Regions from separate parts of the Gossypium hirsutum genome. Here regions 1 and 3 are each linked to region 2. A link is a contact called in public Hi-C data. All regions are on one chromosome and are shown on one strand. The core of a region is the stretch at or near the end of the contact, and the rest is flanking DNA. Distances in the headings are between cores, read along the strand shown. Region 1 has its middle 27 kb from the start of LOC107955147. Region 2 holds the start of LOC107956826 (NAC domain-containing protein 1). Region 3 holds the start of LOC107955141.

The links. A called contact is a pair of places that touch in the nucleus more often than the background predicts.
Region 1: a contact with region 2 is called in a Hi-C map of leaf, with 2.8 times the contacts expected there. The contact joins the enhancer-like site here to the promoter of LOC107956826 in region 2. A contact is called at or near these places in 3 of 34 Hi-C or Micro-C datasets (callus and leaf).
Region 3: a Hi-C map of leaf shows a contact between it and region 2, with 2.6 times the contacts expected there. The contact joins the promoter of LOC107955141 here to the promoter of LOC107956826 in region 2. A contact is called at or near these places in 13 of 34 Hi-C or Micro-C datasets (anther, callus, hypocotyl and 3 more).

The regions. Positions count from the first base shown.
Region 1 is chrD04:12,412,301-12,416,770 of Gossypium_hirsutum_v2.1, reverse strand. No RefSeq gene overlaps it. Among protein-coding and RNA genes, the nearest start is that of LOC107955147, 27 kb to the right of the region's middle. Within about 2 kb of position 2,315, at least 2 of the 9 cell types and tissues checked have an H3K27ac peak or open chromatin away from gene starts, as enhancers often do. A contact at or near this core is called in leaf, where this site is marked.
Region 2 is chrD04:12,228,390-12,232,455 of Gossypium_hirsutum_v2.1, reverse strand. LOC107956826 (NAC domain-containing protein 1) reads left to right here and starts at 1,409. Exons shown (of 3, transcript XM_016892332.2): 1 at 1,409-2,163; 2 at 2,327-2,616; 3 at 2,985-3,332. The coding sequence starts at 1,929. The coding sequence ends at 3,209. LOC121216342 (a long non-coding RNA gene) reads left to right here and starts at 3,693. Exons shown (of 2, transcript XR_005912511.1): 1 at 3,693-4,066.
Region 3 is chrD04:12,087,098-12,091,035 of Gossypium_hirsutum_v2.1, reverse strand. LOC107955141 reads right to left here and starts at 1,631. Exons shown (of 3, transcript XM_016890868.2): 1 at 1,281-1,631; 2 at 568-905; 3 at 67-490. The coding sequence starts at 1,553. The coding sequence ends at 331. It also overlaps the pseudogene LOC107955139.

The DNA.
Region 1 (4,470 bases), core at 1,066-3,565, 180 kb before region 2:
ATCCACGTATAGTAAAACATAAACCATAATAAATATAGGTTAAGAACCCACACATGGTTTACAAAGAGTGGGACTTGAACTTGGGATCTTAAAGTTCCCAAGACCTTAACCATCCAATTAAGCTAAGGCCTTGTTGAGGGAAGTTGATTCCATTGTCAGAAGTCTGCAAAGTTTTGTCCATCGGGAGCCAATGAACCCTTCAACTTGTTGATAATATCTTTGGTGGGTTTTTTTTTTCTTTTGACTCTAATGAAAGCATAGGTGCCTAAAGAGGTAGAAGGTTCATAGTGTGAGGACGCTTTGTTGGGTGCTTAATAAAATGAACCACGCGGATATACATGGTCACCCACTAAAGAAATCTCAACATTTACTCTTGGTGGGATATAAATATGTGCCCAATATGCTATAAGACACTTATAGGTAACTAGACTATCACTTGAGATAAAAGTTATAATTTTATTTTATTTTATTGTCATCTCTTTTACGGTTTGTTTCTTATTTAATGATTTTTCTATACAAATACATGTTAATTATTTAATTATAATATTAATCTTGAGATAATTTTTTACTTTTATATTTTAATAAAATTTCCATGAAATTTTTTTTAATAATGGTAACTAATTAATTTTACATAAAATAATTTAATGAATGTATCAAGATTAATATATAATTAAATTAAATATAAATTTAAAATATTTACTTTTAGTTGAAGTTGAATATAATTTTTTAATGAAAGAAGTCAAATATATTTCATTTTGTAGGATTTCATATGTAATTAAAATTTCGTTATTTTTTAATTAAAAGAGAAATGAATAAATCAAATAGAAAATGAATTGATGAATAATAAAAAGAGATAATTGTCTTTTTTTATTTAAGGTTTGCTTAGTAAATAGATTTTAAAGGGGTTTGTGGGATTTTTTTTCAAACTTGAGAGAGATAAGTAGATATTCTTGAAACTATAGGGATAATTTTACATTAAACTTGATAGGGGTAAGTGTCTTTTACTTAATTGTTAAGAGCAAGTGCTTATTCACGGATATATATATATAAAAGGGAGGGATGCACTTTGTAACTTTTATTATAACTAATATTTTAACAATCCAATTATTGAATTTATCAATATAATTGTATTTGTCATACTTGTAAATATTTGAATCAATCTGATATCTTTATCATATCGATCTAAAATAATGTTTATATTAATATATATTCAAAGTTTCAAAATTTTTACATAAAACAAATAATTAAATATTTAATTTACTCCAAACTTAACATATGTGATCTACATGAATGAAACATGAAATCTGATGATTGAATTGTGTTCAATAATTTTTTAGCTATCTTTTAACAAACCACTAATTCACTATTCACATCACACCATTTTGTTGTTAAATTTTCATACCGTAAGTTTGTGAGTTTTTTTTTCTTTTGGGTTTGTAAGTTTAGAGTTTTTTTTTTCTTATTTTTAAATTATTTCAAATATGTTTCTAAAAAGAAATTAATTTTTCATGATATTAAAGCAATATATTTAGCAATTTCTAAAGATTGGTTCAAGAGATTTGGAACTTTTCTTCACAAAAAGGTATACCTCAACAATTTTTTGTATATTTTAAAATTACTCTTCTTTCTTTTGTTTGTGATTGTGAAAATCAGTAGTGTGGTTGGTGATTCTCATAAGATTGTGTGCTGTTCAATTAATTCATAGGGATATTATTTAATTTTTACATATATTTTAGGGTTATTTATAATTCTTTTTTATCCAAACTTATAAAATATTTAAAAATATTTAAAAATAAAATATTAAAATCCTATATCAAATAGTACGAATTGATACGCATCAATACAAGTTGTATTAATCAAATCAAAATTTTTTATCAGAATAAAACTTAAATTATTTAGTATTAAAATAGTACAAACTACTATGCTTGGCCACTCCTTGATATTTTATCTTGGTTCCGTCCTTAATTATGACCCCTTTCACTTGTACTCTCAAATTATAATAATATAGAACATGGTGCATATTAATTTGTATATTATAATCATGTTTAAAATGTTATATTTATATAAATTTTCAAAAAAGATATTTTCTTTATATAAAATTTATGGTTTTCATATAATTTCTTTCATATTTGTATTATCTTTCTTTTTTTTTCTAAATTTATTTGTATTTATTGTGTTGGTGTAGCATTCCAAGTTAAAGGCGGGACTTGTGATTTGTGAGTCCAAAAAGCTACCAAGCTGGATGAGCTAAGGCTTGTCTTGAGGAGCCCATTAAACCATATGTACCCTCCTAGGCTACCACTCAATGTTTCCAGAAACCATTTAGCAGTGGTTGAAGCCATTCTAAACCATGGATTGGTCCAGGCCTAACTACCCACAAGAATGGTTGGTTGCTATTAGCTAGCCCATGCTATCACCTGGGTTTTAACTACAAGAAAAACGCAGTTGTGGTTGAAAAGGAAATAGTCAGTAAAGTTATAAATTTAGTCTTTATAATTTACAAGATTTAAATTTAAAGGCCTAACATGTTTTCTTTTATATATTATACGGATGGAGATAAGGATAACATGGTTTGAATTCGTGTCAAATGAGTGTTTAACAAAATTTTTAATTATCACTCTATACTAATTAAGACTATTGCATTTGTAATTATTGTTAAGTTGGTACAATTATTTATTTTTTGTGATAATATTTATAAAATTACAATTGTAAGTACTTGTGACAAATTTAAATGATTACAACTACTTTTGGGTAAACTATAAATGGCTACTATGAGATAAAATAGGATCATATTGGGAGAATGAATTTATCCCAAAGAGATTAATGATATCTTATGAGGGTAACACACTTATGACAAGGTCATTGGATGAGCACTTATTGAGTAGCTTTTGTAATGGTATGTAACTGGGGAGAGCTCAATCACGATATTATAATGGAATGAATTTATTACTAAGTAAGTTTATAATTAATAGGTGAAAAATTAAAATTTAATTATAAATTATTTGAGCCCTAATTATATATGTCCGCTAGCTTATTATGCAGCATCCTACCCGATGAAACCCTAGTGTTCAAACGATGTTTATGGAAGGAAGGCATAAATAGTAAGTTTTGAGTGTGTGTAAAGTATAAGAAGTTGAATAAGTATAAGAATTCTTTGAGCAAGCCTATAACGCCTCAGTTCTTGCTGGCACAAAGTCCTGCGTAGCCTTTGAAAAGTACAATTGGCGAATTTGTAACTGCCCAAGTGCTCTTTTTGAAGCATTATGGGGGCAGACACAATTGTATGTTCAAGATGTTAAGAGTTCCACGCTAGATAATTGTGAATTGATAGAAGAATAATGTGGTCAGGTAAATAGATACTGAAGGTATAAGCCCACGTTAGAAGTAGTATACCATTTTCCCCATGATACTGTACAATTTAAGTTATAACGTAAGTTGGTTAGGAACTAACCGAACGAGAACCATGATATTTAAAAGAGAAAGGGAAAGTACAGAATTAGTTTCCTCAGAATTTGTAGACCCTTGATAAGATAAGTCAGTGGTGATGTGACATTTATCAAGTTCCAATAAAGACTTTGGACTATTTTAATAGGTCTTCAAGTTGAAATAAAGGGAGTTCTCTTCTCTTTTAGAAATATTAAAACCTATGGCTGGAGGAAAGGAGAAGCATTTTTCTTTAAGCTAGATCCTAACCTCTAGATTCTTCTATAAATTTGTCCATGTCGAGGTGAGTTTTATGACTCTGAAAAGTAGATCTACATGAATGCCTAAAAAAGTAAGGCTTTGTTTATAGGTTATTTGTATTTAAGATGATGGAAAAGTTATCCGAATGAATTTTTATGGTGTTCTTTTGTTTTAAGAGGCAGTGGTTACTGTAACTCCTAAAAGGATCTTGGATCTAGAGCTCAACCTACTATACATTCTTGACAGGTGAATCCCTAAGTTAACTTTCACATGTAAGGTATTAATTGTGATGTTTCTATAGAAAATGGCCAGATTGTGAACGCTAAATGAGTCGTGCATGTATAGTTCATGAAGAAACTGATAGGTTAAGCATGAGACAGTTGTTCTAATGATGAAATGAAACTATATGAGTACTTTTGGAATGCATGAGATGATATGAAATGAAATGTATGTTAACTTATGTATGGAATCAAAGCATGAAATAATTGTTAAGTGAGTTTTTGTCTGTCTCAACGGAGTCATCTAAAAGAGTCTGTTGAGACTTTAAACACGATTCTTTGAAAGGAAAAGTCCATGGAACAATACTGTGTAAGACCATAGCTGGTGGGCTATGGCGTCATATGGAAAGACCATATTGTATAAGACCATAACTGGTAGGTTATGGCATCATATGGAAAGAACTAAATGAAGGTTATCACCTAATGGAGTTCTCTACGTGATCCAAGACAATTAGGGGCAAACCTCACATAATGTGAGTCTAAGCGAATCCCTATCGTGAACACAACA
Region 2 (4,066 bases), core at 160-2,659:
TTTGTTCTGGAAAACCCTTTTTGTTACAATGGTAGATGCATGATATGATTTGAGGGAACTGAATAAGCAAAGAGCCTTGAGTTTGATACAATACCAACAATTAGTCCTATTTAGATTCTCCTCGTGTTTTCCTTTTGATCCACAAATCTTTTCTTCTTATTATTAAAACTGTTTGATCAACAAATGTCTAAATCAATTTTTGTTAAGATTCTGCAATGTGAAGTTAGATCTTTGCTTAAGTTGAAAGTCAGGTTTTAAATTCAAATTTGTCCTGTTTACCTTGTTGAAGACCTACCTTTCAGAGATATCTATAATTCATTTTATTCTTCTCAACTAGAATGCTTTTAAAGGCACTAGAACGCCTGGAGTTTTAGAAGGACTAAAACTAAAATTTTACCATTTTGGAGGCACCTGACCCCTGGCACGGCCTCTAGTGGTCGCTTTGGCTATCACGTGGCTTAACCGTAAAAATGGGGCTCGGAATCATTTTACTCTTTTTAATTACAATAATTGCAGTGAGGCCAAATACAAAAGGCGGTTAAATTTCCCCTTTTCCACATTGATCGAAACTCATCGTAACACCCTGAGATTTGGGGGTTTATTGTATCAATCCAAAACAAAACTTGATTAAGAGGTCTAACTTAAAAAACATGTTTTACTTAAATTAGGACCTAATTGAAAAAAGGTAAAAATGAATTAAAATAAAGAGACCTAACTATGAATATTAATTATTGAATATTAAAGTAGAATGTGTTAGGAATTATGTATTGAATAAGCTAAAGAAGGGGAAAAAAAGGTAAATGTGTAAGATATTAAGGAATATGTAAGATAAGATCTAATAAATATATAGATTTAAATTAAGTAAGAAATAAGATTTAGGCTGGATGGTTAAGTAGTTTGCATGTTTCATTGAGAGACTCTATTGGAGGAAAAATTGAAAAAGGAATAGACTTAGGCTTAATGGTTAGCATGTTGGGACTATTTTGATAGTTCCCAGATTTAAACCCTTCTTTCCTTTTTATTCATAATTTTACCCACACCGTCCCAGAAAGATATCAATAGCTGTAAGCGTTGCAAAAGAGACGAGAATTTTGCAGTTGCCAAATTGTTAACCCTCTTTCCTATTTCCCTGCATTCTTCCCCCCTATCCCTTTTTTTCTTCTGTTATTTTTATAACACCTTAAAGATAATTTAAAACGATAGCCCAGTGGCTGAGGCGCCAGTCTCTCATGGGACCCAAGTTCGAAACAAGCCCACTCTTAATTCGGCGAACTTCGAAAAAATTCAGTCACGCCCCCGAACTTTGGAAAAATTGCAGCAATTCCCCGAACGTTTGTAAATCTTAGAAATTCACCCCAATCCAATCCTATCTAGATTTCATATCTTATCTTTCCTCAAAATTCAAATTAGGATAAAAATTTCATCACCTTTTTAAACTTCTTATCCTTTATTCAAATTTCAAATTAATCCTTATTCTCTTTCCCTTTTCTTTGAAAATATTTTCTCATTATTGTTGATAATTATCTTTGTACCCAAATCAAAATCAATTCTCAATTTCAAAAAAAATATTTTATTCTAAAAAAGTATTTTATCAAAATAATTTGTATATTTCAAATATTTTAAATTATTCAAAAATAATAATTTATTTTGATCACTTATCAACATAAGGAATTCAAAGTAAATTTTTAAAAATTATCCATATATTTAGCTTTTTGAATTTATTTACGAAATTTTTAAATATTTAAAATTATGAATACTTATCTTGTATATTTAATTTTATTTAATTTAAATTGTTTAAAAAAAATTGTTTTGATAATTTATAAGATAAGTTTATTGTAATGTCAGAATTCTATGTAATTTATACTTCTCTCATGTCTATAAATAAACACTTTGAACAATTATTGTAAACCCCCTAATTTGTAAATCTTATGTCTATAAATAAGTCGGCAGCCATGGAAGAAGATGGTAATCAAGAATTGATGGTACGCATGAAGGAGGCGGAAGACGAAGCGTATCTGAAGTCAATGCCGTCTGGTTTTCGTTTCAAGCCTAGAGATGATGAACTTATATTTTACTTGATGTGCAAAGCTCGTAATAAACCATTACCACCCACCAGAATCAAGGAGGTTCCACTTTACAAATATGATCCCGATACTCTTACAGGTATTTATTTCATAATCTGCATATTTTCTTGGGGGCGGTGGGGGGTTCTTTTTCTTTTGAATCGGTAAAATGTATGGTTTTTCATTTCAATCTTTATATTATGAATGAATGAAGGATTTGTGGGTTTGTTTTGTTTTGTTTTAATGATTGATATTAAACGCAGCCATAAGCGGGAACATGTCGTCAAATGGAACGATAAATGAATGGTATTTCTTCACGTCGAGAGACCGGAAGCATCCTCAGGGCAAAAGACCAAATCGAGCCGCCGGCGACGGGTTCTGGAAGGCTGTCAACTCTGATAAACATGTCAAGTCCAATGGAAAGTTAATTGGTTTGAAGAAAACCCTAGTTTATTGCAGAGGGAAACCTTCAAAAGCACAGAAAACCAATTGGATCGTGCATGAATATGTATTAAGCGATCCTCCTCAAACAACTCATAAAAATGGTCACCAGGTAACTTTTTCTTTTCTTTTCTATTCTATTTAATTTCTACATTTATACTGTTCTCGATTGTGTTCGTATCATGAGTGGCTGAATGTAACTGGAGTGAAAGGAGCTTTGGCCCCAAAATTTTGATAAATTTCATTAAACGTACAAAGTTTTTGAAAATTTAAATTAGATCCCAAAATTTAATACCACTTTAACCCCTAATATTTTTATGTGATTTTAACTTTCTTCATCCTGTATATTTATCATAAATGGAGATATGCATTTTTTTCGTTTTATGTTGCACTGCTATACATGTTTTATTAATCGTAATTCGAGTGTGAATAGTTAATGTTATTGTTGCTTATTAATTAATTATGTTTTTCATAATCCAGCTTGATGGATGGGCACTCTGTAGAGTATATAACAGAAAGCCTCAAGCCCCAAAGGTTCCAGAGAAGAGTTCTCCCCAAAATTTTGGGAGTAACAATTTGAACATCGAAAATCAGATTAAAGAGCAGAGTGCTCTCCAAAATTTTGTTACTGAAGATTTGAACTTCTCAGAATCAGATAAATTTCTTTTGTATGCTAATTTTGGCACAATAATTTATTCTTTGTAGTAGCACTGTTGACGCATTGAAATTTTTGTTTTGTAATAGTCATTGATTAATTTTTGCATGTAAATTTCGTGTCAGCAATTTTTTTAATATCATTATTAATACAAATAGATAAATAATGTAACACACTCAATTCGGCTTAAGAGGTTTGGCTAAGTCAAAGGTATTACATTTGATTACTAAAGTGGCCTAGTAAAGTCCTCCTTTTACTTGGGTTGATTTGTAGGAAAACATTCAATCATTAAGTCTTTTAAAACAATATTATTAATGTAAAGACTTTTAAAACAAACATTTATCAAAATTTGAATATTTTGTAAAACAGTATAAAACATTTATTAAAAATAATAACTAAGTAGCTTGTATGTTACCTTGAGATTCTAGTTTCAAACTCCATTCCTCATTTACTTTCCTTGTAATAACCTAGGATAAATGTCATAATAAAACAAATATGATTGGAGGAAAATCCTGATCAAAGAATATGCTTAGGTCTATTGGTTAGCATATTAGAACTAAGTTCTAAATTCTTCTTCCTCGTTTATTTATTATTTTATCCACACCGTCCCAGAGACATGAATTGTGGTGTAGGCAAACGGTGAACACGCTTTCGAGTTCCTCTTTCCCTTTTTGCTTCTATTACATTTCGGTTAAAACAATTTAAATTACAGCAACAAAACTAAAGAAAAGGTCCATAGCCCAGTGATTGAGGCGCTAGTCTCTCATGCGACCAGATTTCGGATCACGTCTATGCTTTTCTTTTGATTACTCCAACTTTGGAAAATTTTAGTCACGCCCCCAAACTTTTTAACTTTATCTTTCCTCAAAATTCAAATTAGGATAAGAATTCCATCGCCTTTTTCAAC
Region 3 (3,938 bases), core at 382-2,881, 140 kb after region 2:
TGATGGGGTGAGTATGTTTAAATCACATAAATGATACCAATGACTTTGAGATGGCTAAAAATCAAATAAAAACAAGTCTATAGTTTATTTTTTTAGATCTCCCCTCCCAACCCTCCAATACATATTTTCACTATTCACTCACAAATATAATTTAATGGATGGATTCTTCACCATGTGAATGATAATGAAGAATGTGTACCGGAAATGGACCGAATTCTAACCCAAAAAGACGACCTAATCTCTTTAAAAATAGGTAAAACTACTCGTATCTTAGTTCATACAACAACTTGGAACGGTGCTAGTTTGACCTTACCATTTTTCATAAACTATTCATTCTTCAATGAACTTCTTGAGGTTCTTCAACCACAGAATATACTCCCGGCCATCCTTATTAATCATGTACTCGTGCAAGTAATTTGTGGTGCTCGGTTTGATTCCTCGGATCTCCAAATACTTGTGAAAAGCCTTCTGCAGGTTCTCATCCAAATCACTGCAAAACAAGAACATTAGTAATCGCATTCCATGCAAATCAATATTCCAATTTCACAATGTATCGAACAGGCTTACTAGAAATCTGGGCCTTCATAGGCGAGTTCATCCTCCGAGTTGGGATTTCGAACGGACAAACTATCTATGGTAATCTCATCAGGGTAAGCGGTACAGTTGAACTCTAAACTCGGACCATCTTTTTTTGAGACATTAACAACCAATGGGACATTTGATTTACTAGGCTTTTCAGTGTCATCATCATTGTCATCATCCGCTTCGCCTTCACCAGTGACAAGATCAGGCATGTGAACATTAACTTTGACGAGTTCACCATCATACTCTCGTGTTAATGTTATGGTTTGAAGCCCAGGAGTGTCTTCGATTTTGAAAGGGAATTCACTTGGAGTTCCTTCAGCCTGTGAAGAAACAAATTTTTTTTAAATGATTAAAAGACAATTCAAAATAAAGCATTGTTTTCAGCTTGAAAACTTAACATCAATACTAGCTATTAAGCGATTGTTCTGTTTTTTTTCCCCACAAATTCTCTCAATAACCATATTGTAAACGACTAAAAGCAGCTTCTAATTATGTTTCTCGGGTCGGATATAAGTGCTACAATGAGTGTTACCATGTTCCAAGACAGCTCTTGAATTCAATCCCTACAAGTCTTCAGTTGACACGATTTTGATTGTAAAACACCCAAAATCCAACTTCTATTTTTCCACTTACTTTTCGTACAAACCCTAAATGACAAAGAAAATGGGGAAAAGAAAAACTAATTAATTACTCACCTGATCATATTCATCACTCTCCTCGGCACACTGAATCTCAGACTCAATAACTCGGAGAAGAGACTCATCAGAAGCGGATTTTTGAGAATCAACAGCCGTTGAGAAATGTAGGGTGTTTGGGTAAAAACGGTTCACAGTAGGTTGCTGAGGCTGGAATCCATGGTTCAAGGCCGTGAAGATGCAAGAGTGGTAATTTCTCTGGACTCGGGTGAGTCGAATAGCGAGTGGTGCTAAGGAGTTAGCTGTTTTCCGGAGAATGGAAGTGAAAGCCATGGGGTAGAAAGGTTGCTAGGGTTTTGGGAACAGCTAGATTGTAGTACGTGAAGAGGGTTTTAGGTTATTTTAAAGGCAGCATTGATGTTGAGGTACTGATGGGCTATATTCAAAAGCTTCCCCTGTTGGGCCTAATTTGGTCTGGGATTGGGCAGTTACCCATAAATTCTCTAAATCTAACTTTATCCACTCGGGTTTAGCCTATTCTACAATGTCCCAACTGGATTATATGATGTTAACTCTAGGCATGGGGTCTTAACAAGCGGCTTTATTTCATTTGATTACTTATGCTTATTCGAAAGCATTGTTGTTTTTAGCATCTGTATTGATTATTCATTCCATGGAAACTATTGTTAGATATTCTTTAGAGAAAAGTTGGAATATAATTTTTATGTGTAAGAAAGCACGTGTCCATTACGATTTTAATCAAACAAATTATTAAAAATTTCAAATTTCACTAATTTCGATAAATTTGATCCAATTTCAACCAACCTTAATTTTATATTTACAATTTTTAATATTTAAATTTATTTATTATTCATGTTATTATCTATGTGTCAAAATCTAAATATAAAAATGAAAGGTTGCATAAAAAGGTTGAATTTATGTTAACCGAAACAGCAAATCTTATTAAGAAAACCATACATTTTTAAAAAAGAAAATCAATGAAACCTCAATTCTTTTGTGTAATTTCTCTTTGGATAAATTAGCTAGGTGATTATCCAACTTTTAGGTATGTTCCATTTTGATCACCCAATTTAAAAAACTTTCAATTTTATCATCAATTTTTTAAATTTTAAAATTTTAGTCACCCTGTTAAATACTTAATAGAAAGCTGACATGGGTGGTTTTTTATTGGTCTAATAATAAATTTAACTCTCCAATATTTATACATTTTATCAATTTGATCCTAAATCTAGCCATTTAGCCCTCAATATTTACAAAATTTCACAAACTTCAGTAATTTTCACAACAATGATCCTGTATTCTCTCTACTAGCAAATCGGTGAATTGCTTCCCTCTCAGCTTCTCTCCTTTCTTTTTAATTGTTTTATTTTTCTTTTCTATCTCTGCAATTTTGTGCTTTGCTTTGAAAGTTATTCAATTTTTGCACAAGAATGAAGAGAAGAAAACCCCAAAGGTAAAAATAAGAAAAAAAAAAGATGGAAAAGACCTATGCGCCCAAACGTGTTCCTTAACCAGGCCTAGTTAATTTTGGAGAAGCAAGAGTCTGAACTCTGTGTGTGTGTGTGTGTGTTTTAATGGGTTTCCCCTGTAATTTAGATAGTTGCTTCTTTTAGATATTGTTTTTCGCTACTTCAATTGATAGTTTCGTTGGTTAATTTAGTTCTTTTTGACTTATTTCTTATTGGGTTTTTTTTCTCCGATTTCCTTATGCCTGTGAAATTATCTGCACAAGTGTTTCAATTTCCCTTGAAGGGCTTGATTGTTCCACTTTTGGCTTGTTTATAAGTATGTGCCATCATCTCACACTGAAGAAGCCAAATTGGAACAAATCATCACTGATTTCTTGTAAGAGTCTTTTAGAATTAAATCGAATTTTTTTGTAAATGTAATAATTTTTTTAGAATTAGAACTAAATGATAAATTTTGTAAGCGTTGAGGGTTAAATTTGTTAAATTTTTAAATTTAAAGTTTAATTGATAAAATATACAAATATTGAAAATTTTAATTTGTTATTAGGCCAATAAAAAATTTCACTAAACTTTCCATGACTAAAATTTTAAATTTAAAAAATATTGGTGATGAAATTGAAAGTTTTTAAAGTTAAGTGATCAAATTAAAACCTACCCAAAAGTTGGGTGACCACCAGGTAGTTTACTCTCTCTCTCTCTTTTCTTTACAAAAGAAGCAGAAATACAGCAACACTAAAATCTAAGCTTCCCATGCCTAAGGGCGTCAGCATGCAGTGAAGGGAGAAGGCTGTCAGGCGGATTAGGCAAACGGACGAGCCCATTCGTGCCTTCATGCGCCAGGTTAGCGAGATGATCAGCATAATGGTTACCTTCCCGGAAAATATGCCGAACCTCCATCACCCATCCCTCTCGTATCAAGTCCAAGCAATCACCAATATACATATTTAATAGATGCTGATGCTCATAAGATCCGAGACAGCAGCTAAACTACCCATAACTCGTCTAACTCAACAATCTAACGAGCTACCCTGAACTCCTTGGCTAACCGCAAATCACCTTGAACACCCCCACAACTCCGGTGGAAGGCTGTCCGTACGTCCGATCTTTAGCATGAACCCATGCACCCAATTTCCATCTGCACTGCACAGCAAGCCACTAGCAGTCACTAAGGCCCGAACAAGAACACACCGCCCCATCCGTATTCAAGTTTTCTAATAACAGGGTACCA